3 separate regions of the Mus musculus genome follow, and regions 1 and 2 are each linked to region 3. A link is a contact called in public Hi-C data. All regions are on one chromosome and are shown on one strand. Each heading gives the region's core, a stretch centred on a gene start, on an enhancer-like site or on the middle of the called end of the contact. The rest is flanking DNA. Distances are from core to core; before and after follow the strand shown. Region 1 overlaps Scfd2 (Sec1 family domain containing 2). Region 2 has its middle 90 kb from the start of Lnx1. Region 3 has its middle 50 kb from the start of Gm34960.

The links. A called contact is a pair of places that touch in the nucleus more often than the background predicts.
Region 1: a contact with region 3 is called in a Hi-C map of uterus, with 7 times the contacts expected there. The contact joins two enhancer-like sites. A contact is called at or near these places in 26 of 484 Hi-C or Micro-C datasets (the HL-1 cell line, the N1E-115 cell line, the STO cell line and 16 more), 3 of 115 datasets of contacts at active chromatin or transcription factors (astrocytes, embryonic stem cells and fibro-adipogenic progenitors) and 2 of 9 other capture datasets (embryonic tail and embryonic trunk).
Region 2: a contact with region 3 is called in a Hi-C map of cerebral cortex, with 3 times the contacts expected there. The contact joins two enhancer-like sites. A contact is called at or near these places in 10 of 484 Hi-C or Micro-C datasets (cerebral cortex, cortical neurons, cranial neural crest and 3 more) and 2 of 115 datasets of contacts at active chromatin or transcription factors (embryonic stem cells and kidney).

What each region holds. Positions count from the first base shown.
Region 1 is chr5:74,430,901-74,434,673 of GRCm38.p6, forward strand. The region is part of intron 4 of Scfd2 (Sec1 family domain containing 2); the gene reads right to left. Among named protein-coding and RNA genes, the nearest start is that of Scfd2, 99 kb to the right of the region's middle. Within about 2 kb of position 2,306, at least 60 of the 459 cell types and tissues checked have an H3K27ac peak or open chromatin away from gene starts, as enhancers often do. A contact at or near this core is called in the STO cell line, palatal mesenchyme and uterus, where this site is marked.
Region 2 is chr5:74,790,713-74,794,157 of GRCm38.p6, forward strand. No RefSeq gene overlaps it. Among named protein-coding and RNA genes, the nearest start is that of Lnx1, 90 kb to the left of the region's middle. Within about 2 kb of position 1,724, at least 196 of the 459 cell types and tissues checked have an H3K27ac peak or open chromatin away from gene starts, as enhancers often do. A contact at or near this core is called in cerebral cortex, palatal mesenchyme and uterus, where this site is marked.
Region 3 is chr5:73,852,428-73,856,176 of GRCm38.p6, forward strand. No RefSeq gene overlaps it. Among named protein-coding and RNA genes, the nearest start is that of Gm34960, 50 kb to the left of the region's middle. Within about 2 kb of position 1,779, at least 57 of the 459 cell types and tissues checked have an H3K27ac peak or open chromatin away from gene starts, as enhancers often do. A contact at or near this core is called in the STO cell line, cerebral cortex, palatal mesenchyme and 1 more, where this site is marked.

The sequences.
Region 1 (3,773 bases), core at 1,056-3,555, 580 kb after region 3:
GTTGCCTTCAGCACAAGTTCCGTTTATATTCAAAACTGTGGCCTTTCATAGTTGAAATCCATAATGGCAGTACTGGAAAATACCAGGAGTATCAAAAAGACTTAGGGTGTTTCAGTCCCATGAAGGGACAGATAATAAACTACCTTCAGATGACAAGACCCAGCCATATTCTTAAGCCTTCCAGACAGAAGGTTGTGGGTTACATCCCCACCTGAATGACCTGTACACAAAGAGCCTTGAATCCATCTGCTCAGAGCAAGAGTTCATCTCATGTTCAGGACCTCTCATCTGTGCACAGAGGCTCTGGGTGCAGAGAGAGCTGCTGAGGAGAAGTCCATGGACCTCACTGGAGCAGGTTAGACACTCATGGGATGCAATGGAGCAGGGTAGACACTCATGGGATGCAATGGAGCAGGGTAGACACTCATGGGATGCAATGGAGCAAGGTAGATACTCATGGGATACAATGGAGCAGGGTAGACACTCATGGGATGCAATGGAGCAGGGTAGACACTCATGGGGTGCAATGGAGCAGGTTAGACACTCATGGGATGCAGTGGAGCAGGTTAGACACTCATGGGGTGCAATGGAGCAGGTTAGACACTCATGGGATACAATGGAGCAGGTTAGACACTCATGGGGTGGAATGGAGCAGGTTAGACACTCATGGGATTACAGGTTGTGCTTTACAAGATTCCAAATGGCTTTTAAGGTGAAGAGCTCAACATGGATTGTGTGGTGCTTAAGCAGGTAACGAGCATAGGCTTGGGAGCCAGAAGAGCTGGTCACAGCAGTCACTGCCACTCACAGTGGCTGAGCGCGTCCCAAACTCAGAATCTCAGCTTCTTCATTTCAAAACTGGAGTTGCTGCACAGTAAAGACATATATACATAAGACACTAAGTCTGGTACATAGCATATGTAAGCCTTGATACATGAGGTCCATAATATGATCAAAATATACTGCACAGGTATATGAAATTCTCAAAAATAATGAGAATGTTATAATAAAAATAATTTTAAAAATTTAAAATAATACCCAGTAAAATTATCACTAGTATTAGTCGTGTGATACTGCTCAGAACCTCCCTTTGAGTCCACCTGTTCTCTGATGTGACACATGATCAGATTTTTCATTTCTGCTCACCAGCTGAAATTAGAGGAGTGGCTTTTCTTGCTATCAAAGAAAACAGACCTGATGGACAAAGAAAACATGGGGACCTTTCTATGGGTGTGCTGCATACGACATTCAACTCCACTCTCTTCTTGAGGATCCTGGCTTCATGTTTTATCAGTCACAACCTTTCATTGTGTTCCTTCTTACAGCAGCCCCTATTTTAAAGGTGCTTTCCAAATAACCTTATGTTTGGACTGAGTTAAAAATGCTAAAAACAGATGTGCTCGCTATCTTCCAGGAATGCTGCAGAGATCCTAAGGAGAGTGGACTCAGCACCACCTGGATTGGACCCACAAGACAGTAGCTACTATTAACAAGCCCAAAAGAAAAGAGAGAATTTGATTTTAGTGCCCTGTTAGAGATATTTGGGCAAAAGAAAGTGTATTTATGTGGAAAGTTTCAAGACATTACAAATGAGATAAAGCTAAATGAGAAGAACACAGACGTGCAGCCCATAGACCTCAGCTCGCCATATGTGAAGTATCAAATAAATAGCTTTTCTAATCTCAAATGTTAATCTCTCCTTTCAGCCTTCCTCATTTTATGGGACCAAATATTTCAAGCCTCATCTGGGTTCTATTACAATCTCAAAGACAACACGATATCTAGGAAAGAGTTTATATGTAAAAATCACTTAAACTCAGGCAGTGGTATAAACTGAAGTCCAGACTCCATTACCCCTAGATTTCATGTAATTATATTCCTTTTTCTTTAACTCCAAAATGATAATTTTCTCCTTTGGCACAGAGTCTCTTTGGCTCCAGGTTTGATGCCAATGCAGTCTTACTGTGAAAACAAATTAGAAGTAGGTGGTCTGGTTAGTCTTCACAATGCTCCATTTTAATCAGGCAGAGCAGTGGAGAGGACGGCTGTGGAAACGCTGGCGGGTCTTCAAACAACAGTGCACGCTGTCCATTTTACTCACAATGAAAAAGCTCTTCGGGAGATTTCGATAACGGTTCCCCTCCTACTCGGAGTCCACATTTGTAATGTTTATATAAGTGGGGCTATAAATCTTTCTCCAATAGACCCCATGGTTTCTGAGGCAGACTTCTTGTTATAAACTGCCTGTTTCCGGTTTGCCTGCCTAAGCAAGGCAGGCAAAGCCAGTTCGCCAGAGACTGGAACTAATTTAATGTGCTCCAGGTTTAAGCCCCTAGCCTGTGTGCCTTTACAGGGAGATTTTACACAGCGGATTACAGCTGACTTTAACAATGATTCATATGATAAGTGGCTTTCGATTTGTTTTTTAATGTCCGAAAGTATGCATTTGCAAAGGACATGTCATCAAAATAATGTTGTTAAAGTAATACCCTTAGAAAGGGAAAAGAAGGAATTCAACTTTTCATCAAAATGAAAAAGTTTAAATGTTATCCGTGCCAAAGACTCTTGCACATGAATTTAAGGGTTCTATTACACAAAATAAGACAAAGTTGTTTATAGACAGTTAAGCCTGGATGAGCTCCAAGATGTGATTGGTTAAATTGATACATTTTACCTCAAGGTTTGGTCCTGTTATTAAAAATACTGAAGCTATCATGAAAATGGACAAAAGCCCTATTCTTTCCAGCCTCAAAGAGATCCTGTGCGTTTTTTTTCAAAGATGCACCATTCCTTGAGACAAGCGCTAACTGAAACAGAAGCACATTCACAAACCTCCACTACCATCCATCAGGGGAAAAACAAAAACGTGTCATCTGTTACCTCAGCAACGCCCCGTAAGAAAGTAAACGGCACCACAGAAGCGAGGAGTCTACTAATCCTCTGAGTGTCTGTGCTGAGTACTCTCTACAACACCTTTTTAAAATACCAAATGTAAGAAGATAGGTTTGTCCCAAGCTGTTGATTTCTTCCAATTTTTTTCTTTTGAGATTCCTTCAAAGGGCAGGGCAAAGACATACAGTAGGGGGCAGTGTTGCACCACCGTGCTCTCACTTGGAAAGAATCAAGGCCAGACCGAAGGAAACCCAGCCATTATTCTTCATTTAGACTTATTACCCTAATTATTACAAAATTTCAGAGTTTTTCCTTGTAGCATAACCTGCTTTTTCACCACCTACATACCTACATACCATATTAAGATGTTTTAAGTGATACAAAAACAAATGTTTTTAATAACAAAACCAAATCCACCCAAATATCCGAGACATGGCTGATTGCTGTTTAGCCGTTGATGGAGAACTATTTGTTCAATGTCATATTTTAAAAGCACGAAGACTTCTCCAACTGCAAATATCCAGATGTTCTTTATTGTAAATATAATATCACATTGGGAGATGGCTAAAAAAAAAAAATGAATGAACCTTGGTCTAAAATGAAATGCAGAGTTGGTTTATAAAATACAAGTCAATGTGACCCATGCTAATTAGATAATTTTAAAAATATGGGGTAAGAAAATATTTACAAGTACAAAATGTCTTCATATCTTCCAGAAATAAACTCTTTTGTTCCATCTGCTGGGCTGGCTCTCGGAAGGAGGAAACTGACACCTGGGCTGCATGCTTGCTCCCCAGCACTTACGCTGCTTTGGAGTTCTGAGTGGGTGCGCGGAGAGGCTAAACCTTTCCCAGGTCCCAAGAATAAAACTTGCCCATCTA
Region 2 (3,445 bases), core at 474-2,973, 940 kb after region 3:
GCATGGGTACAGATGTGGGTGTGGATACAGATACGGCCATGGGTACAGATGTGGGCATGGGTACAGATGTGGGCATGGGTACAGATGTGGGCATGGGTACAGATCTAGACATGGGTACAGTTGAGGGCATGGGTGACACATTCTTTTCTGCAGAGGCAGAGTATTCTGTATGAGTATATGAGATGCTGTGTGAGTGTAGCTAAGTTTACTTATCTGTTTCACTTTGGTGGGACATTGAGTTGCTTCCTGTTCCGAGATGCTGAGAGTGAGGCAGTAGCCTCTGCCACCGGCTGAGGCAGTGGGGCGTTCTGACAGTGCTATCCTCTGTGTGTATCCACACATCTGTATTTCCCCCTCCAAGGCACAAAGAGGATCATGGAGCAGGGACTAGAAAGAATGTAAGTCAGAAGATGAGGAAGAGTGCTGCGAAGCCCAATCTTCAGGATGACATGGCCACTGTACTCATAAACTTGTAGCCATGGTTACCTGCCCACTGAGGGCCCATCAGTGGTCCATCATTTGTAAGGGAGGGAGGCCTCCTCATGAGGCCTAGCCTTCCTTGAGGAGTTCTTGGCAGCTAACAGGGTATCAGGGGAGGGGAGGGGAGGGGATTTTCCTCCTGGCCACAGGTAGGTCGTCCAGACTTTAGGAAATAGTATTCCTATCCAAGCTCATGTAAACAATGCTGATTAAAATCAGTAAGTTGTGAGTGGGGACGGGGAGGAAGAACAGAAAAAATGTCAGGAAAGTAGGAGAGGGACTGGGTGGAAGGAATATGGAGTTCAGCAAGAGGGGACAAGAAAGAATGGGGGAGAGTGAATTTAGTCAAAATACATTATATATAGATAGATATAAATATAGATAGCTATAGATATGCATACACATACGTAATTGTCACACACAGACATACAAAGAGTTCATGACAAAATACACAGTACCTACATTATCTGGATTTTTAGAAAGCTACAGTCTTCATGCCCTTGAGAAGGCCTGAAACAAAGAAAATTAGTGTATATTATAATATGTACGGTAACCCACTGTGTCTGCTCTGCCTTCATGGGGTCAATCAAACACAGACAACAATGTTTATGAAAAACAACCGCATCTGTCCTAAACATGTACACTCCTGTTTTCCTGGTCATTTTCCCCTAAGCAATAACTGCAGCTACTCACAGCACTTACATTGATTTGTGTGAAACAAGTAATCAGGAGATTGCGTGGGTTTTATGCAAACACTATCCATCTCACAGAAGGTACTCGAGCATCCTTGCATCTCAGTATCCACTGGGTACTGGAGCCAATCGCAGGAGGACACCAAGAAACAGTCCTGTTTATATGCTTTTCAGGTAAAGACAATTCCAGACCGCAAGGATCAGGTGCAGGTCGTGATTCAGATCTGTGCTCTCAGAATACAGAACAGAATCTTTTGTCTAGCATGCCAGACCTGTCATGAAAGCTGTTCAAGTAAGAGATCGGGCGGGCACTGTGAAGCAGGGGGAGGCTGACAAGTGGCCAGGACACCCGGGGGTCAGGAAGCAACTCCCTGGAGCATAGTCCCTGCGGTACCATCTCCTCTAGCTTCATGGCTACTTACAAGCTATCCTGACCCTAGAAAGGGATCTAAGGAGAAAGCTACTGCGCTGAGCCTAGGAGGCAGCAAACAGCTTTGGGAGAGGAGCCACAACAGCAGGGAAGCAGTGCCAAGAACAACAGGAAGCTCGAAGCCACGCCCCTGCTCGTTGAGCGAGCGCAGGCCTGGAAGCCTGGGTTATTTGCTCCAAAGAGCCTTGAGCAGATGTTACATAAACAAAACCTCCACTGACTCCAATTCTGGGTCTGGCCTAAAATAGCCCCGGGGCTAGACTCTGTCATTCCTAGTGGTTCCCCATGTGTGCAAACTACTGCCCTCATTGAACCATGTTGGTGGACACACTGCAGCCTCCTCAAGGGACAGCTTCCCCTAGGACCAAAAGCAAGGCTCCTTGACTGCCCGTGGTGGCCCAGACACAAGGCGTCCCTCTAAGATCTCTGGTGGCTGCTGGCTCCTCTCTCCAGGAGGCAGGAAGTTGGGGGAGGAATGTTTAAAAAGTCTCCCCCCACCGCTTTCTTCCCCCTCTTCTTTCTCCTCCATCTTCCCTTTTCCCCCTCTCTTCTCCTCTTCCTCCTCTCCATCCTTCCCCTCCCCATCTTTCACCCCTCCTCTTTCCCCACTTCTCTCTCTCCTACTCCTTTGTATAATGTGGAGAAACCCGAAGCAGAAGCAAGCTTTCCAGGTTACCGCGGGTGCAGGCGGTAGTAGAGTTCCTTCTTGGGGCTTTTATTTGCAATTGATTTAAGACTGTCGCTGTGCTCCCGACTGACTTTGTGCTTGTACAAGTTTCCCAGACCTGTTTGGGTTTCAGCTCCTTTGTGCTACATACAGAAAACCAGTCCAGTGTGAACATCTGGAGGCTTGAACATCTGTGCCCCAGCAAGGGGTCACTCCAGCGTTACCACTACTTCAGCATGGGTCCCTGGAAACTGTTAATCATCTTTTTCTCCTTGGCCGCTTGCCTCTCTCTAGAATCTTACAAGCAAATCTTAAAGCAAAGCAAAAAACAATAAAGCAATGTCTATGATTCAAAAATACTGGTGCCAGATACTTGCTATATGTTTAGTACTATAGAAAGTATCCGATGTGTTTCCTTTTGTTTAATTTTCACTGAACAGTCCTATGAAATTTGAAGTTATTACCTCCAGGAGACAGATAATGACAGGTTAGAAAAAATAACGATAGGACTTGCCAGAATTTCTACAGGGGTGGGACAGGGCCCAGAGCTGGCAGGGACTGACTGTGTCAGAGAACATCTGCCAGGCCTCATAGCTCCTCCTCTTGGTTTTCTTTCTGCTCAAAGTCCAAGCTACTCTATCTTTTGCCCTTCTAATTAAACACAGCAACCAGTGTTCATCCTAACATGGTCTCTGAGACCCAATCGGCCAACATGCTATTGACATCAGGAAAAAAAAAAAAAAAAGGTATGACGCATACGGAGGAAGTGTTGAGATTATATTTTTTTTTTCAGTACTTGTACTTTGAAAGAGGTCTTTGTGTTTCTCTGGGTTAGAGCCTCCCAGATGTAGTTGTTAGCCCCGAGCCTAAGTTCTAAGCCCCCTAGAGGAAGGCTGAAACCATATGTAGACAAGAAGAGGCCTATAAGAGGCCAGTACTCAGGCTAGGGCCAGTGCCAGCTGCAGGGAGCAGGGAGGGCTCATGTCACTTGGGAACTCTTAGCTTCCTGAAGATTTTAGTTCTGACCCCAATTGTCTCTTGAGTCTGGGACCCTCAGGGATTTCTGTTCTAGGATGGTACACTCTTCCCCTTAGAACTAAGGCAACTTTACCGTTAGACAGAATCAAATGGCATATATATGGTGGGACTGGGTGGACCTATATGTTAGAACTTTAG
Region 3 (3,749 bases), core at 529-3,028:
TGTAGACCAGGCTGGCCTCGAACTCAGAAATCCGCCTGCCTCTGCCTCCTGAGTGCTGGGATTAAAGGTGTGCGTCACCACGCCTGGCACTTGTTTTTTATTCTTAAAGGAACACAGTAATGAACATCCAATTGCCTTCCATAAAGGTCCCATTAAGAGACCAACAGGCATAGAAATCCTAATGGTGTGTGCACCATATCTTGTGTAGTAAATGCCTAAAGAAATAGAGGAGGTTGTAGGAGCTTAGGAAGAAGAAAGCAAAACACAGGTTCAGAAGTAATGGCTCACGATAATCATCCTTAGCACCAATAAACTAAGACCCTACAACTTGGAGGCCCAGGAAGATAGCTTTACCTCTTACTTCAGTTTTACTTCAGCCCAGTGGGAGGCATCCCTGAGCTGGGTCCTGCGGGTGTCACCACAATTTAGGGAAGAGGGAAAGGGATTCCAGTCAGGGAACAGGTGTGGATGCTGGGACACCTGACACATGACCCTTAGGAATGCCAAAAGGCCTTGGTGTGGCTGAAATGCACACCATCCCTTATTGGCTTATTTTAGGGGTTTGGGCTTTGCCAGGACAACTGAGGAGGAGTCATTGGAGGGCTTCCAAATAGGCAACAGTCATGATCAGATTCGAGTTTTAGAAAGATGGTCTGGCTGCTGCCTGGGAAATGAACATCAGTGGTTGAAATGAATATCAGTGGTTGCTGATCGGAGACAGGAAGACCTTACCTTGAACACGTCTGGATTTGTGCCGATCCAGAGTGAGTACATGGTAAACTGGGCAGCAAGTGTCTGCTCTCCTGAGACTCTCATTCTGGTGGGTGAAGGAATTAAGTGGCCAGGTACTCAGAGGTTGTGACGACCTTCATTCAGGTGAGGACTCGAGTTTTAGTCCCTGTGCCTCTTGAAGTGTGCATGTGAAGAGCTCCTGACCTATGTGTGATCCTCATGATGCTGTTCTGTCCCCCTGCCCACCAGAGTTTGACTGTCGTTCAGTTGGCCTCTAGTCCACTGTATGTATACGGTGCAGCAAAGCCAAACTGCAGTGTGATTCTACCTGCTTACTCTCTTCTTTCTCCAATGGGACGTTTTGTGGCACCTTTCCCTGGAGAGCTGGAGAAATGGCATGGGTTAGTCGGGACTTTATTAACAAATAGGCTTTGTGTTACAATGGGTTTTGCCAAATTATGTGAATTATGTGAGTGTTCAGGACATATTCAAGGTGAACCGGGAGGAACTCGTTGGAGGGTTTTGCCTGTGCAGTCAATACTTTCTTGGCATCTGGTTCCACCTTCTGATGGGTTTAATGGGAACATAACGTCATAGTAAATCTCTCCCATAACTCCAAAGTGCATGTCTGGACTCTTGTGTGTGTTTAGATGGACTAACTGGCTCAATAGAAATGGATATTAAGTAACACGATTTTGTTTCCTTATTTAAAAAAAAAAAAAAACTAATGGAATGAGAGTGCTTCATAAGAAAATCCTATAGCTTTTGCTGCCAGACACTTTGTTTCTCCCTCACAGAGCCACTGCTCGGGAGCTATCCTTTCATTTCCATGTTGAGAGGAAAAATGGAGAAGCCAGGGAACCAGCGCCGTTTGGAAAATGCTCGCCACAACATCAGGACCCAAGTTCCATCCAGCGGCGTATACATACATATGGGTGTGGTGACACCGTCTTTCCATGGTACCAGGGAAGCAAAGACAGGCAGGTTCCTGGAGCTCGCTGCCAGTCTGCTTAGCCTACCCTGTCTTGAACAGCAGGGGGCAGCAAGAGACAAAGAATACAACGCTGAACTGGGCTTCCCCAGCCCCCATCCTTGTTTGGCTTAGAAGAGTATGAAGTGGGGAGAGGCCGGTGGAGGAGTAGGAACCGAATCCAAGCCACAGAATCTCAATTCACAAAGATAAGTGGATGCAGGCCTTGCTGGAGCAAGATTTACTGAAGACAATAGCCAGACTTGAGTTTCACTGAAGAAGCCGCCCTGTGGAATCCTTAACGAAAACCTGGCTCTCTTCGGTGGCATCCACCGCATTGAGAAATAGCTCCGTAAATGAGACAACCGAATGTAGTTCTCTTTGAATAAAATTCGGTGACCTGAAGTTATTCTGCTATGAGTGGGAAGCATGAGTCTCAGAAGCTAGAGGTACCCGGGCATCTGGGGTGCCTGGCATCCAGCACTGTACCTCTCTGGACTCAGCTGATCAGACCAGGCCATATGTAAAATACTGGGTCCGGAGGGGAGTGGTCGTAGACAGAGTCTCACATGTCTCTAGAATCCTTGTGATGCGTGAAAATCTGAGCCTTAATGCAGGATTTTCCGAGCTAAAGAAAACTTAATCAGGAAACGGATGGGTTTGTTGCCAAATGTTTCTATGGCGTCCTGGAGTTAAATGGTGAAATTAGAAGTCCTGGCATAGCTTTGAGGATCCTGTGATGGCCTGAGCATTTCGGCTAGGCGTGAGTGTGGAAGCAGCTAGGGGATGGCGCCAGTCCCGTTCCGATTTTGAATAGTTGTCGCACTATGGAATAAAGCCACAGTGTGTTTGTTGCACTCAGATTTCCACTAGGATTTCTTCCTTCAGTCTCCCCAAGCTTTGGCTTTCTCATCGGTAAAATAATGTATTTAATAGGGATCTGGGGTGGATGGGAAATGATACACCTGGGGACGCTGAGATGCAACTGTGGTCCAGATGGAGCTGGAAGCTCCTCTCTCCGGCTCCCGGGAAGTCCCACGGGGTTTACTCAGACCTCCCGGAGTTTTCCAGGCGTCCCGCCAACTCTTGAAACACAATAGATAAATTTTTTACTTATAAGTTGCTATAAGTCTTCTCTCAAGTGAGATGTACTTAAAAGTGCAGTGTGCTCGACTTTGAAACTGTCTTAGCAATCATGGACAGCGCTAGGTCTTTCACAGGTGGTTGTAGCATGGCTGGAGAGAAACAGGCTTTAGAGCCGGCCAGTGACTCCTCAGCCTACAATGACAGGGCCAGTCCCGACTGTATCGAGGCTTTCTTTTAGAAATCTGGTACCAACTTCACAAATCCTAGTGGGAGAGGCAGGGTCAGGGACATCAAGAAAGTTGCAGTACAGGCTTGTTGTAGAATATTTGCATATTTACTGTTTCCAGTGCACCTCACTTTGAATCGGATACAGATTTGCTCAGGATATAAAGTCAGCTTCCACACCAGATCGGTCGGGTTAGATAACTGCAAATGTCACTCTGTTTTTTTTTTTTTCTTGGCGTGCAAATGGTTATTAGTGTGAGGTCTGTATTATGACTCTGAAAAAGCTTCTGAACGGAGTTTTGGTATTTTGGTTTTACATTGGTAACAATCTTTTTTGGCTTAATCAAAGCTTTTGGGTGAGGGGTGGCATTCATTACATCACTCTGAAACTCTGGCTGGCGTGCAACTCACTGTGTAGACCTGGCTAGTCTTGAACTTGTGGAAATCTGTCTGCTTCTGCCTTGTAAGTGCCGGGATTAAACTCTGACCTCACCAGGCTCAAGGTCATTTTTCTTTGCATTCAGATGTTTAATAAATTTTATCCTCTTTTGGGGAGGCCATCATAGCTCAGGTAATTGTTAACCTCTATAGCTACATGGACAAAACCCAAGCAGACACAAACCAGTGTCCTAAAGAAGGGCCCTCCTATTTCCTGACGAGTCCACAAAGCTATAAAAACACTCCACTGCAGCAGCAAACACCTGTTGACCTGGGACTCTCAATAAAGTGTGTTTGG